Regions from separate parts of the Mus musculus genome. Here all the other regions are linked to region 6. The links are chromatin contacts, called in public Hi-C and promoter capture Hi-C maps. All regions are on one chromosome and are shown on one strand. Each heading gives the region's core, a stretch centred on a gene start, on an enhancer-like site or on the middle of the called end of the contact. The rest is flanking DNA. Distances are from core to core; before and after follow the strand shown.

Evidence for each region. Promoter capture Hi-C pulls out the DNA fragments that hold promoters and counts their contacts. Hi-C and Micro-C count contacts between places; a contact is called where the count stands out from the background.
Region 1: a contact with region 6 is called in a promoter capture Hi-C map of pre-B cells, with 3 times the contacts expected there. The contact joins the promoter of Canx here to the promoter of Skp1 in region 6.
Region 2: a promoter capture Hi-C map of pre-B cells shows a contact between it and region 6, with 4 times the contacts expected there. The contact joins the promoter of Maml1 here to the promoter of Skp1 in region 6. A contact is called at or near these places in 4 of 39 promoter capture datasets (the C10 cell line, hippocampal neurons, liver and 1 more) and 1 of 115 datasets of contacts at active chromatin or transcription factors (astrocytes).
Region 3: a promoter capture Hi-C map of pre-B cells shows a contact between it and region 6, with 4 times the contacts expected there. The contact joins the enhancer-like site here to the promoter of Skp1 in region 6. A contact is called at or near these places in 3 of 39 promoter capture datasets (liver and pre-B cells) and 1 of 9 other capture datasets (adipose tissue).
Region 4: a contact with region 6 is called in a promoter capture Hi-C map of embryonic stem cells, with 13 times the contacts expected there. The contact joins the promoter of Pdlim4 here to the promoter of Skp1 in region 6. A contact is called at or near these places in 2 of 39 promoter capture datasets (embryonic stem cells and hippocampal neurons).
Region 5: a contact with region 6 is called in a promoter capture Hi-C map of second pharyngeal arch cranial neural crest. The contact joins the promoter of P4ha2 here to the promoter of Skp1 in region 6. A contact is called at or near these places in 4 of 39 promoter capture datasets (the 3T3-L1 cell line, hippocampal neurons, liver and 1 more).
Region 7: a contact with region 6 is called in a Hi-C map of B cells, with 5 read pairs. The contact joins the promoter of Rufy1 here to the promoter of Skp1 in region 6. A contact is called at or near these places in 1 of 39 promoter capture datasets (pre-B cells) and 1 of 484 Hi-C or Micro-C datasets (B cells).

The regions. Positions count from the first base shown.
Region 1 is chr11:50,324,258-50,326,957 of GRCm38.p6, reverse strand. It overlaps Canx (calnexin), which reads left to right and starts at 1,285. Exons shown (of 15, transcript NM_007597.3): 1 at 1,285-1,465. Gm46280 (a long non-coding RNA gene) reads right to left here and starts at 1,206. Exons shown (of 2, transcript XR_001780205.2): 1 at 906-1,206; 2 at 1-85.
Region 2 is chr11:50,290,999-50,293,698 of GRCm38.p6, reverse strand. It overlaps Maml1 (mastermind like transcriptional coactivator 1), which reads left to right and starts at 1,363. Exons shown (of 5, transcript NM_175334.3): 1 at 1,363-1,973. The coding sequence starts at 1,638.
Region 3 is chr11:50,370,254-50,372,953 of GRCm38.p6, reverse strand. No RefSeq gene overlaps it. Among named protein-coding and RNA genes, the nearest start is that of Hnrnph1, 6.1 kb to the left of the region's middle. Within about 2 kb of position 1,418, at least 159 of the 459 cell types and tissues checked have an H3K27ac peak or open chromatin away from gene starts, as enhancers often do. A contact at or near this core is called in adipose tissue, liver and pre-B cells, where this site is marked.
Region 4 is chr11:54,067,712-54,070,411 of GRCm38.p6, reverse strand. It overlaps Pdlim4 (PDZ and LIM domain 4), which reads left to right and starts at 1,395. Exons shown (of 7, transcript NM_019417.3): 1 at 1,395-1,572. The coding sequence starts at 1,480.
Region 5 is chr11:54,099,668-54,102,367 of GRCm38.p6, reverse strand. It overlaps P4ha2 (procollagen-proline, 2-oxoglutarate 4-dioxygenase (proline 4-hydroxylase), alpha II polypeptide), which reads right to left and starts at 1,444. Exons shown (of 16, transcript NM_001136076.2): 1 at 1,328-1,444; 2 at 721-848.
Region 6 is chr11:52,230,739-52,233,438 of GRCm38.p6, reverse strand. It overlaps Skp1 (S-phase kinase-associated protein 1), which reads right to left and starts at 1,444. Exons shown (of 6, transcript NM_011543.4): 1 at 1,321-1,444.
Region 7 is chr11:50,429,677-50,432,376 of GRCm38.p6, reverse strand. It overlaps Rufy1 (RUN and FYVE domain containing 1), which reads left to right and starts at 1,252. Exons shown (of 18, transcript NM_172557.3): 1 at 1,252-1,593. The coding sequence starts at 1,272.

The sequences.
Region 1 (2,700 bases), core at 36-2,535, 1.9 Mb after region 6:
TATATGGATCCCCCAAATACCTGAGAGTCACTTTTTTGCTCTTCTGTACAATTTTCTCATCTCAAGAACTTCCTTCCAACTCCACCTACAGAAAATTTGCATATCTATGAGGTCCAGTTCAAGTCTTTGTCAGTTTAGACAGAAAAGTTCTGCCTCAACTCCTCTACTCCTTCAGTACTGACATATTTTAACACCTCTCTGCAGAAGTCGATTTTTTGGCTTTCTTAAATTCAAGGCCATCTTGGGTAACACAAGCCAGAACTCAACCTAAGTAAATTTAGAATTTTTTTTTAAATTATGTGTACTGCCTGTGCCAAGCTGGCTTCAAATTTTCATTTTGAACATGCTCTTTATAAGGCAAATAAGGAAAGCAATTTCTCTTCTTTAAAATTAGGGAGAGAGAATTGGCGGTTACTAAATTGACCCAAACATCAAATCCTTACTGCCTTTCTCTTGGGGTGGCAGGAACAAAGCTCGTTTCACATGTAGAAAAACCTGCTGTTTCTTTCCACATTATTCAAAGCTTTGGGTCACCAAATACAACCCGAGGCGATCAGGATTCTCAAGGATCTAGCCAAATCCTTAGCCACTTCAATCTTACAGCGTTATCAGCATATTGAAAAACGAGTGGGTTATGAAAAGGCTATTTTAAATCTGCACATGGCATCACCCTTTTCCTCAACTCTGTCGCTTAGGTATGTCTGATTTTAACGACTAAAATCAGGAAACAGCACGGGCACATGGGAAAGTGACTCCATGTGGCTTGATTGTGAATCTAGGTAGTGTTTTGTTAGGTAAAGAGGTCTCAGGCTCCTGAGCTCAGGGCGATGACTCCGCAGGAAAGGCGGTGTCTGCTACCCAGAGGGATTTCACTCACTGCGCAAGCACACCGCCCGACCTCTCACCATTTGTGATGAAGGCCATAGGTCCCAGGCGGGGTTGGGACAGAGTTCCTAACTCAATGGGTCGGAAAGCCGTCTTCTGGATGTCCAACACACCCGCCCTGAGGGACTAGGGCGACCCACGCGAGAACGCGTGCCAGATCCGTCCGCCCTCCGCGGCGCGCGCCCGCCCGTTTGGTGACGGCCCGCCTTCCTCCTTCATACCCAATCAGCAACCACTTCCTGCCTCGCTATTGACCAATCACCACGCTCCACGAAGAATAGCCCTAGGGGGCGTATGGGAAGGCGCTTCGAGCGATGGCTGTATCTACCAATAAATTCTTAGATCTTGCGCAAAGGGGCGGGATCTGACGTTCGTTTTAGCCACTCAGGAACGAGGGGCGGACGCGGGGTTGGGCTTCGTGCGGTGGGGCTCGCTCGCGCGGCGGCCGTAGCCGAGGCCTCTTAGTTCTGCGGCACGTGACGGTCGGGCCGCCTCTGCCGCTGTCTCCACTGCAGCACGGGGCCGGGTGTGCGGGTGGGAGAAGGTGAGGGAGCCGCCAGTGGTCCCCGGGAGGCTCGAGGTGAGACGGGAAGCGTGTGCGGGGATCTCAGGCCCGGGACGAGCCTTGGGGGACTGGGCGAGCGGCGCCGTGGCGGAGGGGGTCGGGCGTGGCTGTAGGCTCGACGACTGAGGGGTCGGGCGGGCTTTCGAATGGCGCAGGCCTGGGCGGACGCGCAGGGCAGTGAGGAGAGCGGCCGGGTTAGAGAGGCTAGCCTGGGCAGCGCCGCCGGGGTCGGGAGGCGTGGCAGGTGTCCTGGGGTTTCCCTTGACCTCTGAGAAAGCTAACAACTTCCTACGGCTTTGCTTCTAGAGCTTTCTTAGGCCCTGGCCAGGCCCACCCAGAGGTGGGCTGAGTAATCCGGTACAGGTGTGGTATTAGAATTCGGCCTAGTAGGTAGCCCAAATAGCAGGGAAAGGTGAAGTAAATCCAGAGATAAGCGTTACAGATTAGAAAATAACTTGCCCAAAGGGAAGACTGGACCATAGCATCCTGATGAGGGAGTAGAATGTACTAGAACGTGTACCGCTTGAGAAACTTAAGGCTTAACTATTAAAGCACCTGCCTATTCGGTGGTGGATAGATAGTAATCCAGTGTGGGTGTTCACAGGACCTTAAGAGCAGGAGATACAAGCGAAAGTTCAGTTAGTGAGGGGAGGAAACTGAGGCCTAGAAGTTTGAAATGACTGGCCCAAGGTCATACAGGTAGTTCTAGTCATCCAGTTGGGATTGTAACTGAGCACTAGACCGTTTGGGTTAAAAGTCCTGGTTCAAGCACCTAACTGCAATTAATCGGGGGAGTGGGAATTTGGGAGATTTTTTTTTTCTACTTTAGGGCTCAGTCCCCAGGAGTAGACAGAATGACTGATGGGCCTTGTATTGAATTCCGAGGGAATGGGAATGAGAAATTGGATGTGTAGTAAAGGTTCAGTGGGTAGGAATCGAACTGGCTTCTTGAAATCCGAATGCCTTGGTCATTACACTGATACACTAATGTTTATATTGAAGGCCTGTGTGCCAAGACCTGAGGACACATTGATGACACTTTGTGTATTAACTGCTGGTCATGACACTAGTGATTGCATTGCTAGTTGTGTGAAGTTAAACCAAACTGAATACTAAAAGCTTGGCAAAGTTGAGCTACAGTCTCTTTACCCTTCAGAAATGGAAGAATCTGCCTGTTTTTTAAAAATAATTTGCCCTCCCACCCCTTTAAAGGGGGACAAGTTGGGTTACCTTAAAAATCTTTGTATATT
Region 2 (2,700 bases), core at 114-2,613, 1.9 Mb after region 6:
CATATTTGAGGATATTGGAAGTCATGCCCAGGATATTTTGTGTTTTAGGTTGCGTCCTGAATCCATACACTATAGAGTTTTGAAGATAACCTTGCACTTCTAACTGGGCGTAATGGTGTGATCAGAAGCAGAGGCAGGCCAGCCTCAGACAATATATTTGAGGGCAATCTGGGGTACCTGACACTACAGTTTAATGGTGGGCTGGAGAGTTGGCTCAGCAGCTAAGTACCCCACTGCTCTGCCAGAGGTCCTGAATTCCCAGCAACCACATGGTGGCTCATAATCATCAGTAATGGGATCCGATGCCCTCTTCTAGTGTGTATGTGAAGACAGCTGCAGCGTACTCATGAGGTCCTGGGTTCAGTCCTTCATCACTGCATACAAAAGCTGCTGGTTTCACTTGAGTGCTGATTGTAATGCTTGGCACTGGGAAGAAGCAGTGCTCACTTATCTTTGCCACTCCCGCCACCAAAAACTTAGAATTCCTTTTTCTTATTTTAACTCCATGTGTATAAAAACACTTGGCTGTTAGCTTTTTTTCTTTGTGATTTTAAAAATAAAACTTTAATGAACTCTAGTAAGAGGTTAAAGGGTGACATGTTTGAGTGGCTCGTGAGGTCTTCTATTGCAAAGCCTCCCAGCATCTCCTATGGCAGTTTGGGTGTCAGTAACCATCCAGAACATTTTTTGGTCCTTTCCTGGCTTTTTACCTTCGCTCACTTGCTTGCTAGTGGCATCACTGGAACCCAGTGCTTTGGATTGGATTTTGAGTGACTCAATTTTATATATCAGTCGGTTTTTAAGTGTATGCCCCTGTAGATCTAAATAACTCCAGTCCCCAGTATTGAGGCTCTTTCCCACCCTCACCCCTCCAAGTAATGAGCTATTGCTCACAGTACCAGTCAGTGATAACTATCTCTACTAGGTCGCTCAAGCTCAAAACAATTCTGATCAATTACGTGGCTGTATGTAAAGAATGAGGTCGGAAATGGCTGACCTCGAAATAGTGTGGGTGGACTAAAAAGATAGACAGCTTTGGACATCTGGGTCTTAAGGCTTCCACCTCACTCAGACTTAACCCGCGTTCCTCACGAACCCGGAAGGGACTGCTTTCAGGGGGCGGTGTTCAGAAAACGTGGCTCTTCTTGGATAGGTTCCCGTCAGTCACAGTTCACTCTCCCGCACTGAGCCCGCCTCGGGCTTCCCTCCTCGCCAGAGTGTTCAGTTTAAATACCCGAAAATTCCTGACGTGCTTGTCCCCCACGCCCTCGGGCAGCGGGTTTCCTTTGATTGGCTAGAGCTTCGGTCCATCAGCAGTGACGCAGAGTTCGCCGGCCCAGGCCCCGCCCTCTTCCGAAAGCCCCGAAAACAATTTTAAGATGGCGGCGGCAGCGGCGCGGAAAACAATGGGGCAGGGGTATAGCGGACAGGCCGAAGCCTGAGGCGGGCGGTGTTCCCCGGCCTGGAATCGGGCCGAGCGGGGCCGGAGGAAGACCCGCCGCCGCGCCCGAGCCCGCTCCACAGCCCGGCCGGACATGGCGCGGGCGTGAGGCGGATCCGGGCCGTCAGAAGCGGAGGAACCCGAAGTGGCAGCCGGCGCCGGGAGGCCCGGGCCCGGCCAGTGCCGCCCGCGGCCCATGGTGCTACCCACCTGCCCCATGGCGGAGTTCGCGCTGCCGCGGCACAGCGCGGTCATGGAGCGCCTCCGCCGGCGCATCGAACTGTGCCGGCGCCACCACAGCACCTGTGAGGCCCGCTACGAGGCTGTGTCTCCCGAGCGCCTGGAGCTCGAGCGCCAGCACACCTTTGCCCTGCACCAGCGCTGCATCCAGGCCAAGGCCAAGCGCGCCGGCAAGCACCGGCAGCCGCCGGCCGCCGCCACGGCCCCGGTTGCCGCTCCGGCCCCCGCCTCGGCCCCGGCGGCCGCGCGCCTGGACGCAGCGGACGGCCCGGAGCACGGCCGCCCGGTCGCGGTGAGTAAGGCTGGCGCCTGCCACAGCAATACTCACTCCCGAAAACGCCTCTTCCGGCGCGGATCGGGCCTTGGGGAAACTTTCCCGAGCGCCCCCATTTCTTAGTCTGGGTCCTGGGAGGTGGCTAACATGGCAGGGCGCTTGTCATCTTCCAGAAGTGGCACTGCGGTGTACTTTGGGAAAACGTCCCCTTGAGGACTTGAGTGAAATCGGGGCTGGAAAAGCAGGAGGTTAGTTGCTGGTAGGCTTTTCTCCTAAACTTAATTTCCAATTGATGAGAACTTCGTCTTGGAGCAGACCCGCGTTGGAGTTGCCTAGGATGTAGGGCGTTCTTGCACCGTAGGCCTGGCCTCGCTTAGTCTGCAGATGTTGATTGGATCTTTGCTTCGTGGAGGTTAGTTAGGGCTTTAATATGGAAATAAGTCTCCCTTCAGTTGACAGTATCCCGCGGTTTCGGAATGGAAAATTGAAAAGTCTTTGGAAGCTTCGGTAAACGGAGTTGCTTAAAAGGCATTCGTTTTCCCCCAACCCCCGCAAAAGGGAACTTTGGAATTTGTGAACGCCTGATTCCTGCTATATTATTGACAGTTCCAAAATTAACCTACTAAGCCTGTTAAAAACCTCTGATAATATTAATAGTTGTTGAACGGGGGAAATGACGTTACTTGTTGGTCAGCTGTGCCCTTTGGTTTTTAGTAGCTAATCCCGAGATTTATTGGTTAGAAGT
Region 3 (2,700 bases), core at 169-2,668, 1.9 Mb after region 6:
CTTAAAATTGTAAAAAGCTGGGGTTAGCAAAATTGCCCGGTGGTTAAGAACATCTGTTCCTCTAGGGGACCTGAGTTCAAGTTCTAGCACCTATGTTAGGTGGCCATCACTGTGGTTCCAGGGTACACACAGGGGCAGACACATAATTAAAACTTGTTTTAATGTATGAAAAGCTTCAAAGCAGGGTATGATCACACAGGAATTTAATGCCAGCAGTTGAAAGACGGGGTGGGGGTGGGGGGATTTCTGTGAGTTCAAGGCCAGCTGGTTTACAAAGTGAGTTCTAGGACAGTCAGGGCAACAGAGAAATCCTGTCTCTGAGGAGAAAAAAAAAAAGAAAGTAGAGAAGCCAAAGGTTCTCAGAATGTATGTTTAGTACATTTTGATGCTATTAATTACATGAAGATATATTTTAAAAATTCTTTGCTTGAGCTAGAGTGCTAGGATTAAAGGTGTGTGCCCTCAGGCTCAGCAGCAGGAATTGCGGAAACCTGAAGAAAAGTGGGTGTAGTACTCAGGTTCCTGAAATACACAGAATTGCACACATACATGGAAACAGATACCTGAGCAAGTAGCCTAAAGTGTTCTCATAGACTATCCTTCCATAGTGGGGACACAAACGGATTTCTCTTGTTCTTCTCAGTATTTGTAACTGCCATAATGCTGAACGCTCAGTTACTTATGGATCTAAATTTTTAGCAAATAGTCCTAGTAGCACTCTGGAGGCAGAGGCAGGAGGACCACAAGTTTGAGACCAGCCTGATCCTAAGAGGGAGTTCTGTAGTTTCATGGGGACATGGAGAGACTCTGTCTCAAAAACAAACAAACAAAAAAAATTGGGGGCTAGAGAAATGACTTAGAGATGAAGGGCACTGCCCAGAGGATCTGGCTTTAATTCCCAGCACCCACATGGCAGCTCACAATTGTCAACTCCAGCTCCAGGGGACTCAATAGACCTGCCTACATACAGGCAAACACCAGTGCACTGAAAATAATTAAAAAAAAAAAAAAATTGGATGGATGGATGGATGGATGGATGGATTATAGGATTTTAAAATTCAGAGTTGTAAGGATTATCAGAACACTGAGTGGAAAGGGAACCGAGGGTTCAGTTCAGTGGGAGAGCGTTTACCTAGCTTGTCACGGATTCTATCCCCAGCAAGGCTAAAATATTAAAGGAGCAGCAGCACCAGGGCTTGAAGCTCCCTCCTTCCCCCGCAGGGTCTGCTCAGATGACAGTTTCTCAAAGCTTCCGTGACCTAGGAAGAGCAGCGGGAGAGCAAGGTGGGTTCCCGTGGGGCTCGCCCTGCCACCCCCTTGGTCTAAATGGAATAGTTCTCCCTCCCAATGCCAGGCGATGGCTGGCAACCATTTTAAACTGGTCAATGAGAATCGGTGTGGGAAGACATCTCACAGCTCCGGCCCTGATCCTCGCCCGCTACCGTCAAGGTCTGCGGTTTTGCGCCCTCTTCAGTTCACTCGGCGTCTTCCTTTAAAAGAAAAAAAAAAAAAGTCTTTGTTTCGAATTATTTGGCTTTTGTATGTTTTTCTTTGTTTTGGTTTTTTTTGGGGGGTGTGTGGGGTGGGGGGAGTATTAGCAATGACACCCCTCTAGAGCCTTGCCAGCTTAGGCAGATGCTCTAAGCTGCACCCCTAGCCCAACTAACAGATTTTGAATCTTGTGGAAAGTGGTCCTGGCTTCCTAACGCCTCAGCCAAGGTCACTCCCTGCAATTAAGTCTCAAGCTGTGTATAAAATGTACTGAGGGCTAATATTCTTTAAAAGAATATTTTAAAAGGGATAAAATATACATAACACAAAGCCATTTTTAGCAGTTTGTTCTGTGGGGTCATGTGGCACACAAGGCCGTCATGGCTCCCGGGTAGCTGAGGAGGACCCTGAGCCCCACAGTTGATCCTGCCTGTTTCATACACCCGGCCAGTTTTGTCCACTACTGCTGACTAGCCCAGGCCTTCATGAATGCCAGGCAACACACTCCTCGACATTCCCAGGCCCGTTTTTAACCCTTCCCTTTCCTTCGTGGTTTTTTGTTTTGTTTTGTTTTGTTTTGTTTTGTTTTGTTGATTTTTCGAGACAGGGTTTCTCCGTGTAGCCCTGGCTGCCCTGGAGCTCACTTTGTAGACCAGGCTGGCCTCGAATTCAGAAATCCGCCTGCCTCTGCCTCCGGAGTGCTGGGTCCTTCGTGTATTTTTAAACAATCGTTTTAATTTATGTGTATGAGTGCTTTGCCTACATCTGTGCCTGGTGCCCACGGAAGCCAGAAGAGGGCATTGGATCCCCTAGGAGCTACAGACAGTTATGAGCAGCCTTGTGGGGGCTAGGAATGGAACCTGGGTCCCCTGGAAGAGCCTTCTGTGCTCTGAATCCTGGAGCCATCTCTCCTGCCCTCTTGTTTTTGTTTTTTTGAGACTAGGTCTCAGCATGTTTCTCTTCTGACTGGCCTGAAAATTACAGAGATCCTTCTACCTCTGCCTCCTGAGCTAGGGTTAAGGGCTTGTTACCCAGAAACCATTCTATTTGTTTGTTTTGGGTTTTTTGGTTTTTGGTTTTTGGTTTTTTTGGGACAGGGTTTCTCTGTGTAGCCCTGGCTGTCCTGGAACTCACTCTGTAGACCAGGCTGGCCTCGAACTCAGAAATCTGCCTGCCTCTCTCTGCCTTCTGAGTGCTGAGATTAAAGGC
Region 4 (2,700 bases), core at 146-2,645, 1.8 Mb before region 6:
TGCGAGCCCAACATCTGTGTGTCCCTCTCACTCTCCACACACTCAAGCATGCATCCGTGTCACACACTCAATCCATGTCACTCCTCTCCCACCTGAGGGGATAGCAGCACCCTCCCTACCAGGAGGACATCCCGGCCTGGGACCTCCTACTTGGTACCTCTCAAGCGGCCTGGGATCTCCTACTTGGTACCTCTCAAGTTGTCCTACTCTTTGTCACCAGGAAGACATCAGGACAGACACCCCTACATTGTAGCTCTCTGACAGTTCTTCTCTTTTCCAGATGTAGGAGATTCAGTGGTCCCTCTCATCTCTTACCCTGTGAGCATCAGCATCACACACACACAGTCCGAGTCACTCACGTGTCACATGTCACAACAGGGTAAGAGAGAACACAGGGTTGCCAAGAATATTGACTAACTAGGATCTTGCCTCCTCTGGGTATGGAGAAGCAATTGATGGCTGATGTGGTCAGACTGAGGTACCCAGAGAGTAGTCTGGCCAAACCATTGTACCTCCAGAAGCTGTTAAAGGACATCCGGGCACACAGTGGTTGGAAGTGAAGACTTGGGGAAGAGAGGAGCCCTGGAGAGTGGGGTGGGGGCGAGCTCCAAATACTTCTGCTCCTCCACTGGGAGACAGGCACTGCTCCAGCCTGCTCTCCTTTCCAGAAAGCTAAGAGATACAACACCCCTGGCAGACAAGATGACCTGAAGGGAGATGGAAACAAGACAAGGCCCAAGAAGCCGAGGGTGGGGGGTGGGGTACCTGGAAAAAAAAAACATGCGCCTTGCTTCTAGATGCCAGAAAAAGGTCAACTCCTCTAGGAGATCAGCTTTGCCTTTGCAAACTAGTTTGGGCACCTTTCTATTTCTACTGCACCCACGCCCCCCGTAGCCCACCAAATAGATCCATGGCCTGCTGCTGTCTTGGGTCTGTGTCCCTAGTCCAGGGCTTCTCAAGCCCAAGGTTCTAAGTGTGCCGGTGTTCAGAGGGTTCCATGCGCTGAAAGGTGGGGAGGCAGGTTGGCCCGCCAGAACGTGGAAGTGGTTTGGGAACAAGGCACGGCCCCATCCCCCATCAGAGCCACCGCAGTCCTGCATCCCTCCCCGGGCTAGAGCACCGGCCCGTAAAAGCGACTTCAAAGGGCCGGTGCCTAGTGTCTGAGTTTCCACAGCCTGCTCGGCTCCTCAGCCAGGCAGAACTCAGACATCCAAGCGGACCCTATTCTGGGGGCTTCAATAAGCGGGTGGGGGGTGCGGGGTTTAGCCTGGGAAAGTGAGGGGCGGGTCCTCGGAGCCCCCAAAGTGGGAGGGTCGGGAGTCCGCGGGACCAATCGGTGTGCGCGCGGGGCGCGGGCACGAACGGAGGGGGGATCGGGGGCGGGCAGCCCGGGGGCGGGGCGCGGCGGCCAGGCGGCGGCAACAGCGGCGGCGACTCCTCCGTGTCCGGCTCCAGCTCTGGCTGCAGCTCCGGCCCGCGATGACCCACTCGGTGACCCTGCGCGGCCCTTCACCCTGGGGCTTCCGCCTGGTGGGCGGCCGGGACTTCAGTGCTCCCCTCACCATCTCGCGGGTGAGTCCGACCCCCGCGGGGCAGCGGGGTAGTCCCGGGGCTTAGACCTTGTCCTTGTAGTAGACCCAGGACCCAGATCCTCGACGTGTCGAAAGCTTGAAAGCAGAGTGTTGGTCTTGGTGACCCACATAATGTGAAGGGGGGTTCCAGCAGGGCAACACAGTCCCACCCCGCTTCCCGCACAGCCTGCCTGCCCCGTTTGGTGGTGAGAATCCCCAAGAGTTCATACACCAACTTCCCGCTGCTAAGTTTCTTTAGGGGAAGTTGCTGTGGGCCAGGGAAGAACCCTCAGACATGGGCCAGGAGTCTGGACAGCTCTACAGAGGCCCAGAAACTCCTCAGATCCAACCCTGCCTGAAGTTTTGGGGCAAAGTAACTGAAAACCCACTTCCCCTGTTAAAGGTCCGGGTGGCCTTAGGAGGGTCTTGCTGTCCTCGGAAGTCCACCCACTTCCCCACTCTGAACTTCAGTTTCTCCTCTCTGGCCTCAGTCACTCTGGGGGAAGTGACCAAGAGGGACTGTTAGCTTCCAGGCAAGGGGGAGACAATGAGGCATGGTTCCCCCTCCTTACAAACCAACACAAAGCCATGGACCAGGACAGCCTCAGCCCAGTTCCCCACGGGTCCCAGGATCATACCCTGCTCCTAGATCTAAGGCAGAGGCAAAGAGGAGGGGGCACAGCCCTGGAGAGGGAGTTGGTCTGAAGATAGAGCAGGGAGGAGCTCCGGCCTGAGGCAGGGATTCCCCAGCCTTGGAGCCAAAAGAGAAGAGAACCCAGGCTCTGCCCTTAGTGGCTCTGGGTCCAGAAGGAGGGGACAGATGTGGACATCCCTTCACCCCACAGAGGCTGCTTGAGTCTTTGGGGAAGTGTGTCGGGGGACTGGAGAACCACTTTGCTGCTTCTTCTGGCCCTGAAGGCTGGGCTAAGCTTTCGAGATTTCTTTTTCAGTTCTTGGGAAGAGGTAGTCACTGGGTGGGTGTGGAATTGTGGAATCCTCTATATGGGGGCCTGGGTGACAGGCAGGACCAGCTGTCCTAGGAGGCTTCCAACATCTGTCTTTACCACTAGGTCCCTGGGGCCAAGTGAGGTATGCCTTCAGCACATCCCTGTGACTTTCATCTCCTTGT
Region 5 (2,700 bases), core at 195-2,694, 1.9 Mb before region 6:
ACAATAGACCTCTGCAAAGCTGAGAACGTTTGAGGATGTCAGAAGCTACAAAGTGGTGCACTGGGACCCTGCTCTTAGTTCCAGGAAGCTCTTCCATCAGGAGGGATAAGGTGTCAGTAACGAGATGGCCTGCATTAAGAAGCAAAATCCTTAAAGTGTCATTCTTCAGGGTAAGGATCCACTGTGTGGCCCAGTCAGGGAAGCCACGTCGCAAGGATGGAGTGAGTTGGCTGGAGGCCTTTCCCCAATGATTCTCTTGTACTGAGACTCCTTAGCGCGTTGAGAGCACAGCAGAGTTGCTGTAGGGGGCAATTCAATGATCTCCTTCAGCATAGTAAATGACACATTAGAATACAGATGACAGGAAGACCCACCTGTACTTCCCAGTAAAATCCTGCGACAGAAGTACCCAGACCCATGCTCACCTTGCAAGGGCTCAGTGGACTTTCCTCATGCAGATCTCTCACTGCTTGTGGGTGGGGCCCTTGGACAGCTATTCCCTAAAGCGGCCCTTTTCCGTTACCTTGATTCCACTACTGTACCACAGACGTGATACTGGCCCAAGCTTGCGGCCACTCAGGGTGATTCCTCAGTCCAGGTTCCTAAGTGACCAATCCAGTTTACCGGAGCCTCCCACCCCAGCCCATGTCTCCTGCCCGGAAGCATCCAGACATCTACCAAGTCCACACAGCCCAAACTCCACACTAACTCAGTACTTACCTTGCTGATGCTCTGGACCTGAACTTTCTGAGTCTTCCCTTCTGCCTGCCTCAGTCCTTGAAAGTCTCCAGGCACAGAGAATGCTCTATTTGTTGAATCAGTCAGCCAATCGCCACCGGTCTCTGAAACTGCTCAGGGAAAACATCAGAGGTTCGACAAGGATGTCTTCTGACAGATAGGAGGAGAGTTTCTGATTTAAGAGCCCATAAAACTGGCAGCGACCAAGCTGGTCCTTGCCAGGGTTGGGAGCCAGGGGTCTTCCTCATCCTAAGCAGCGCCGCCTTCGGGGCCAGGCGGGCGCCTCCGCCTTAGATCGGGGGGCGACCCCGGGGTCAGGTCGCCCCTTCCCGGGAGCCCGCCAAGTGTCCTGTCCGGCCCGGCCTAACAGTACCGGCAGGAAGGGCACCGCTGACCTCACCGCCCTAACCCTGGGAAGGGACGCGGGCGGGACAGGAACCCAGGCGGGTGCAGAATCAGGGCGCCGGACGCGGGGCACGGGGCTGAGGGACCCCGGATCCAGCTCCCGGCTCCGCGCAGAGCAGAACGCACCGCCCGGCCACCGGGACCCGAGCCCAGCCCGGCGACGACCCTGCGGACCCGCGCTCACCTGAACACGCGCAGAAGCCGGCGTTTCCAGAACCTCCCGCGGCGTCGCCCCGGCGCTCTCGGCTCCGCCCTCGTCACAGTCTCCGCCCGCTTGAGCCTCCGCCACGTCCCCACCTCCCGCCCCCCGGGCCCGCCCGGGCCTGGCTCCGAGCCACTGGAGCCTTCGGGAAGGCCCGAGCCGCCACGCGCTGCACGTATGCGATGCACACCTCCTTGCGCCGCGTGGGACCGGCACCAGGGGCGGCGCCCCCATCCCAGCCTGCTCCAGCCCTCTGTGGTCCCACCACCCCCACATCCATTACCACCGGCAAATTGCAGGAGGCTGGCGTCACTAAGATCGGGAATTGAGTATCCTGGGAGGGGAGTGGAGGGAGGGAAAAGACAAGGGTCTGAGATGTCAGCGCACCTCATCTCTCCAGATGACCCATCTCCAAAGCCTAACTGCTTCTCTGAGGGGCTCAGGCTAGCCAGGCTTCGGCTCTTCTGTAAATGTGAGAAGTTGGCGTAGCCTGGAGCATCTCATCCTAGGGCCAACCTATGGCTTATAACACAGGCCAATGAGATTGGACACCTCAACCAGCTCTGTCTGAGACACACACAGTCAAGAAGACAGGGAAGCAACCGACCTCGATCTGAACTGAAGGATGCTCTGGCAGCTGAGCAGGTTCCCACGCCTGCCCTGTAAGCTTGCTTCTCCATGAATGAGGGGAAGCAGTCTGAGAATCTCATCAGGGAGCAGAGCCCAGAACGGAGATGCCCGGCCTGTGGGACTGTGCCTGGAGTTTGGTGTGGATTTCCCTATAATGGCATGGACCAGGCAGACGGCCCAGACTAGGAAAGACAGACACACAGAAACAACTCAGAAAATACTACCTGGCCACTTGTCCGTGTCTGTGGCAGCTACCAGCCAAGAGCCCAGTTGAAACCATGCACAAACCTTTCTGCATCTGCTATGCCACAGAAAGTACAGTTTGCCCAGATCCTCAGATCCTCCCCATGCCCGCCCACTTCTCTGTCCGGAGTGGTCCTCCTCCTCCTCCTCCTCCTCCTCCTCCTCCTCCTCCTCCTCCTCCTCCTCCTCCTCCCCCTCTCCACAGGATCTTTCCCATTGGCCTATAAATACCTTCAATCCATGGCTATGGAAACATAACCCTCACCCCACTCTACCACCCACTGTGCATCTCTCCTTGGCCAACCAAGCAAGCAAAGTCCATCTTCTTGGCCTATCTCTCAGACCTTCTAGCTCCACAACAGCCCCCAACAGTTACTGTATTATGTTTATTGCTTTACCGTTGTTAAATCACCCTTACATGGTGTATGCTCTTTTTTATTTTTTTTTAAATTATCTTTAATCTTTTTTTTTTTTACAGTCCA
Region 6 (2,700 bases), core at 195-2,694:
TTCAACTAACAAACATGTCTGCAGAACAGAGAAGTCAGAGCAGCAGACCCTCCCTATGATAAGGCAACAATAAAAGTTAAAATAGGCCAGTTTTTAATAGCAAGACACTGTGTTCTTTTTATGATCTCTAGTACTACAATGAGCATTCCAGAACAAGTCTATGTAGTTGATAAAATTATTTTAAAAGACCACCCCGTATTTCCTTGAAATAATTCACAATAAATAAAGATGTGCTTAGTCATAGTCAAATTTAGGTATTAGGTTACTTGCAAGGGAGCCAGGATCTTATTAAATGACAGGGAGGCAATCGGTTAATCTGTAATTCAACGCACTCTGTAATCCTAGACTTCACTTTTGTTGTTGTGTTGGAATTAAGTGCAAAATTTTTAAGTAATAATGTATGAGGTTTCGATTTGATATGCTTTCAAAAAACCCTTCTTCAGTTCTCTAAGCTCCTAGACTTGGAAATTAATCATCCAAGTCTAGCATGAGAATTCTAGTATACCAGACTTTAAAAACAAACCTGTTTTAAGTGACTCGAAATTCTGACACTTGTTACTACACTGCAGGACGGAAGAGACTGCATTGTTCTATGCCACAATACAGTCTACTGTAACATTCTGCTGAAAAACTGAGTCTCCAAACCTGAGGACTCCGTGAAAAAGTGAACCAGAAGGCAGGTTTTAGCACTATCCCTTAAAAAACCCAAACACCTCAGGTTTTAGCGTCAAATGCCACACACCTCAGACGACAGTGTCTATTACAGTAACAAGTTCAGAGACTGCAGAACGTGACAAAACGCAAAGAAACATTGGGAGTCTGTTACCTGCATATTCGGTGGTTAAAAAGGTGAGACCAATAAGGAGCTAATTGACGCCAGATACAGGAGAAAAGGGAGGGAGCCAAGAATCAAATGGCAACGACAGCCACCACCTGGAACGGCCCAGGACCCCTACTCAAAGCCTCGCTGCCCACCCGGCCTGGAGCGCGGAGCAGCAAGCCTGTCGCTAAGGCAGGCCCGGTACGAAGCCTGGGCCTTCCAGTCGCGTTTGGGGCCGACTGACGTCGCCTGCAAAGCGGCAGGCCTGCCACAGGGCTCGACTCTCTTCCCTGAGCGAGCGCCGAAAGGATGGGAGACCCTTGAAGGCCTGACTCGGCCTCCTCGTGCCTCCCGCGGTCCGGGGGTCTGCAACGGGCCGCACGGCGCCTCAGGATACGAGGCCAGGTCGCCTCGCCGCCTCGTGCACTCCACAGCCAACGCGAGGCTCCCACCCAGCCCCTCCCTCGAGGAACGTGTCCGGCTCGCGGGTTGCTACTCACGGTGCTCCGTCTCAAGACCGCAGGCCCGAGGCTGCCGGACAGAGTTCACAACCACAACGAAGTATCGAGAACAAGGCCACTCGAGCGGCGCCGCGCGGCGTCGCCTTTTATAGCAGCGGGACGCAGGCGCCGAGGACCCCGAGCCCGTGACGTCACACAGCCGGCCGGGCTGGCCGTTGAGATCGCCTGACGGCAGTCGAAACACAGGCGGCAGACCCTGAGCGCCGCAGAGGTCTCCTGGAGAGGTGCTGAGCGGCGGCGGGTGGAGGGGTGGCTGGGCAAGAGAGGGACGTCCTCCTTACTCCGCTGGCCTAAACAGCGCCATGCTCTCCTTCAAAGCGGACTCCGGCACCGGCTGGGAAACCATCTCGACCCGAAGGGTCTTTCAGGCATGGGCTGTCTTAAACGGCTTGAAAGACCCCAGTCCTGGAAAAGCCTGGAAACAACAAACCGCAAAACCGGTTGTGGGTGTGTGTTTTCCTTAAAGGAGTCGCCTCAGCCTGACCACCGTTACTCTCCTAATAACCTAAGGAAATAGAATTGAGTTTGCTGACCAGGGGTTCAGGAGTTGAACCTTCTCTACTGATACTGAATTAAATATATATATATATATACATGTATGCCATGTTGAGACAAAGGTGTTTCTTTAACCTAGGCGGCTTAGAATTCTTAAATACTCCTGACATGGTACACCTGCTTATTTGATTTTTAAAGTTTTATTTTCTTTGCATTTTAAGACGGGACCCTGTTTGGCACAGAGTAGCTGTAAATTCAGTATGTTGACCAGGTTGGTCTAAAATTCATGATCTCCTTCCACCTGCGCTGGGGTCACAGGCATTTTCACCACATATATACTTGCCTGAAACTCTTGTTGTTTTGTTTTGAGACAGGGTCTTACTATATAAGGCTTGGAGCTCGCTATTTAAACTCAGATCTGTCTGCCTCCCAATAGCCAGCTTGGAGATTCGAGGCTAGGACCACCCTGTTGGCTAATCTTCACCTTTATTTCCTACCTTTGAACTTTGAAGAGGCTTCCAGGCCCCCAAATAGCCATTGTTGGAGTGAAGCGCCAAGCCTGGAGAGAGTCAATGTGAATGTAGCATGGAGGTTACATTCTTTGGGTAACCATGCTCTAGGCCAATCTGTGAGGCCAGTGCTGGGGATCCATCCAGCAATGAACGGGGACAGTCAGGCTCAACCTGAACAGGCTATGCTGTACAGGCGGCTCAAAGAAGGCTGTGATAAGGTCGCTAGAATGAAACAGCTTTGAAGTAAAGGGAGAGGCCTGAAAGCACCCATCTGGCCTCAGCCCAGCCAGGAAGAGGGCAATTGCCTGCCCTGCCCTGCCCTGCCCTGCTGTGTCTAGGGAGCATCACTAGC
Region 7 (2,700 bases), core at 3-2,502, 1.8 Mb after region 6:
AATAGGCTGAATAACCACATATCTGTAGGGTGACTTATCCAAGCCAGAGTTGGAAAGCAGAGACAATAATCACAAGGTACGTTGTGTGCTGCGTTTCCTTATCACTTAGGAATGAGGTTGGTTCAATTCCTATCAACTTAATTAATAGCAGAATACAGAGCTCATTTCCAGACCACCACTGCTGACCTTGCCTGCTAGGCTGTCATTCAGATTCATTTGATTTGAAAGAAAAAGCCCCACCACCACACACACACCTCTGACTCATCTGTCCTAATTTCTTTGGCAGCCCTTTTACAGCCTGTTCTGAAGAAAGCTGCCGAAAAATATGAAGTCGAAAATATTAGACATGAGTTGGCATGGTAAGGCACACATAAAATCCCCATACTCACTTGACAGAGGCAGGGGGATCACCAGTTCAAGGCCAGTGCTCTATTACTGAGTTCTAGGCCAGCCGGAGCTACAGACTGAAATTCTGACTGGGAACATAGCTCTGCTAGTTCTGCTAGTAGAGTGCCTGCCTAGCATGGTGTGGGGTCAGAAGCACTTGGGAGATGGAGACAGGAGGATCACAAATTCAACGGTCCTGTTGGTTATGTGTGTTGGGGGTTGGGTGAAGCTCAGTGGTAGAGGTCTTGATTAGCATGTATGAGATACGAAGTACAATTCCCAGAACTGCCATGCCGCGCGCGCGCGCACGCGCGCGCGCACACACACACACACACCCCAGAAAAAAGTAGTTAAGCACACCCCTGCCAAGTGGCCTACTGGGGGTGATGGGGACTGCGTTGTTGAGACAGGGTTTCTCTGTGTAACTCTGGCTGTCCTGGAACTCACTCCGTTGACTCTGCTGTCCTCAGCGATATTGCCTGCCTATGCCTCCCTGATGCTGGGATTAAATGCTTGTCCCACCACCACTTGGCTACATGGCCTGTTTTAATGTCTCCCTTGTGTGGGGGAAAGAAACAACAATAACAACAACAAATAAAAATCCAACAGTGAGATTTTGATTCAAAGGGGGAAAAGGCATGTGAAATGAAAGTTTAAAAGAGGAAGTTGTGTCGCAAAACGTTAAAATAAGGCGCATTCCCGGGGTGGGAAGTAGAAAGTCCAAAAGTAACTTCCAAGTGCTCCGGGCTGGGAATCACCTACGGTTAGGAATCGTACTTTCCCGAATGCTATACAAGGAAAGCAAGCCCAGGTGAGAGCGAGCAAGGCCGCAGCGGCTTAAGGTCGTCGGTCCAGGGCAGCGGCGGGTCACGTGACCTAACAACATGGCCGCCCGCGGAGAATGCCGCCGGGCGGGGCAGGATTCGGAGCCGGAGCCGGAGCGGGAGCCGGAGTCCGAGCCGGGGCCGGAGCCTGAGCCCCAAGCAGGCCTAGAGTCCGGGGAAGCGTTCGAGATCGTGGACCGGAGCCAGCTGCCGAGTCCCGGCGAGCTGCGGAGTGCGTCGCGGCCTCGAGTGGCCGACAGCTGGTCGGCGCCCATCCTGACGCTGGCGCGCAGAGCCACCGGGAACCTGTCGGCGAGCTGCGGCAGCGCGCTGCGCGCGGCCGCGGGGCTGGGAGACGGCGGCGGCGGCGGGGAGCGCGCAGGTAGGCCGGGGTCCCGCGGGCCGGGGCTGCTCCCGGGCTGGGGAAACCTGACCGGCCGGACGAGCTGCTCCGCGGAGCTGTGCCGCGCGGCGCGGCACGGGGCTCTGCAATTGGTGTCACCCACCGGGCCAGGGTGACTGCGGCCCGGGACTCCCCTCCCACCTTGTTTGTCTTTGTGAACCTCAGAGCAGCTGCGTCGTGATCACGGATTGACTTTAAATAGGAGGTTTACATTAGAGGCTTAGACGGAAAATCACCAGTGTTCGTATTTTGCATACTTGACAAATGAAGTCCGGTGCTGGTCCCCAGTTAACAATCTCGGCAGCCAGCCGGTTTGCACCTGCGGCTGAGGTTGACAGCGTATTCCAAAGTTGGTGAGAGCAGCGAGTCAGAGTCAGGAGGTTTTAGTTCCCTTTATTCTCCCGCCACTAACCCCCAACCCCACCCCCCGTGGGACGAAGACTTCCCATCACCTGTCCTACTCGCGTTTCCCAGTCTATAAAAACGGGGATTAAAAAAAAAATTAATCAGCTACGTTGAATAATCCAATTCAGCTGTTATGATCTAGATTAGAATTTCAGCATACCAATAAAGAACAAAAGTAAATTATTATTTGTTTTTTATAGCTGGGCTTGGTGATTCGGGTGCATACTTCCTGCACATGTTAATGTACGTGCTCAGAACTGCGCTAATTATAATCCATTGGTGTTTCTGAACATATCTAAAATTAAAATATAAAGGATAGCCAAGGGCGTTGTGGTGCTCGCCTTTAAGACCCGCACTTAGGAGGTAAAGGCTTGTGGAGCTCTGAGAGTTTGAGACCCACCTGGTGTACACAGTGAGCCCCTGCCTCTAAATAAATAAACAGACAAATAAATAAATAACCACGTTTCACTTGGCCTGGTCACTTACTGTGAATGGACCATGCAGACTTCAGGTTGCTGAGGTAAAGTGAGTGTTGACTGTAAATGCCTGGGGCATCACGTGCATACAATAGACTTTAGTACCCAGATTTTATTTTAAAGAACAAAATCACAACAAAAACAACAAAAAAGCTTCTTTCCTTGGTAATGAATTAACCTTGATTTTTCGGTTTTGGTCTTGGTT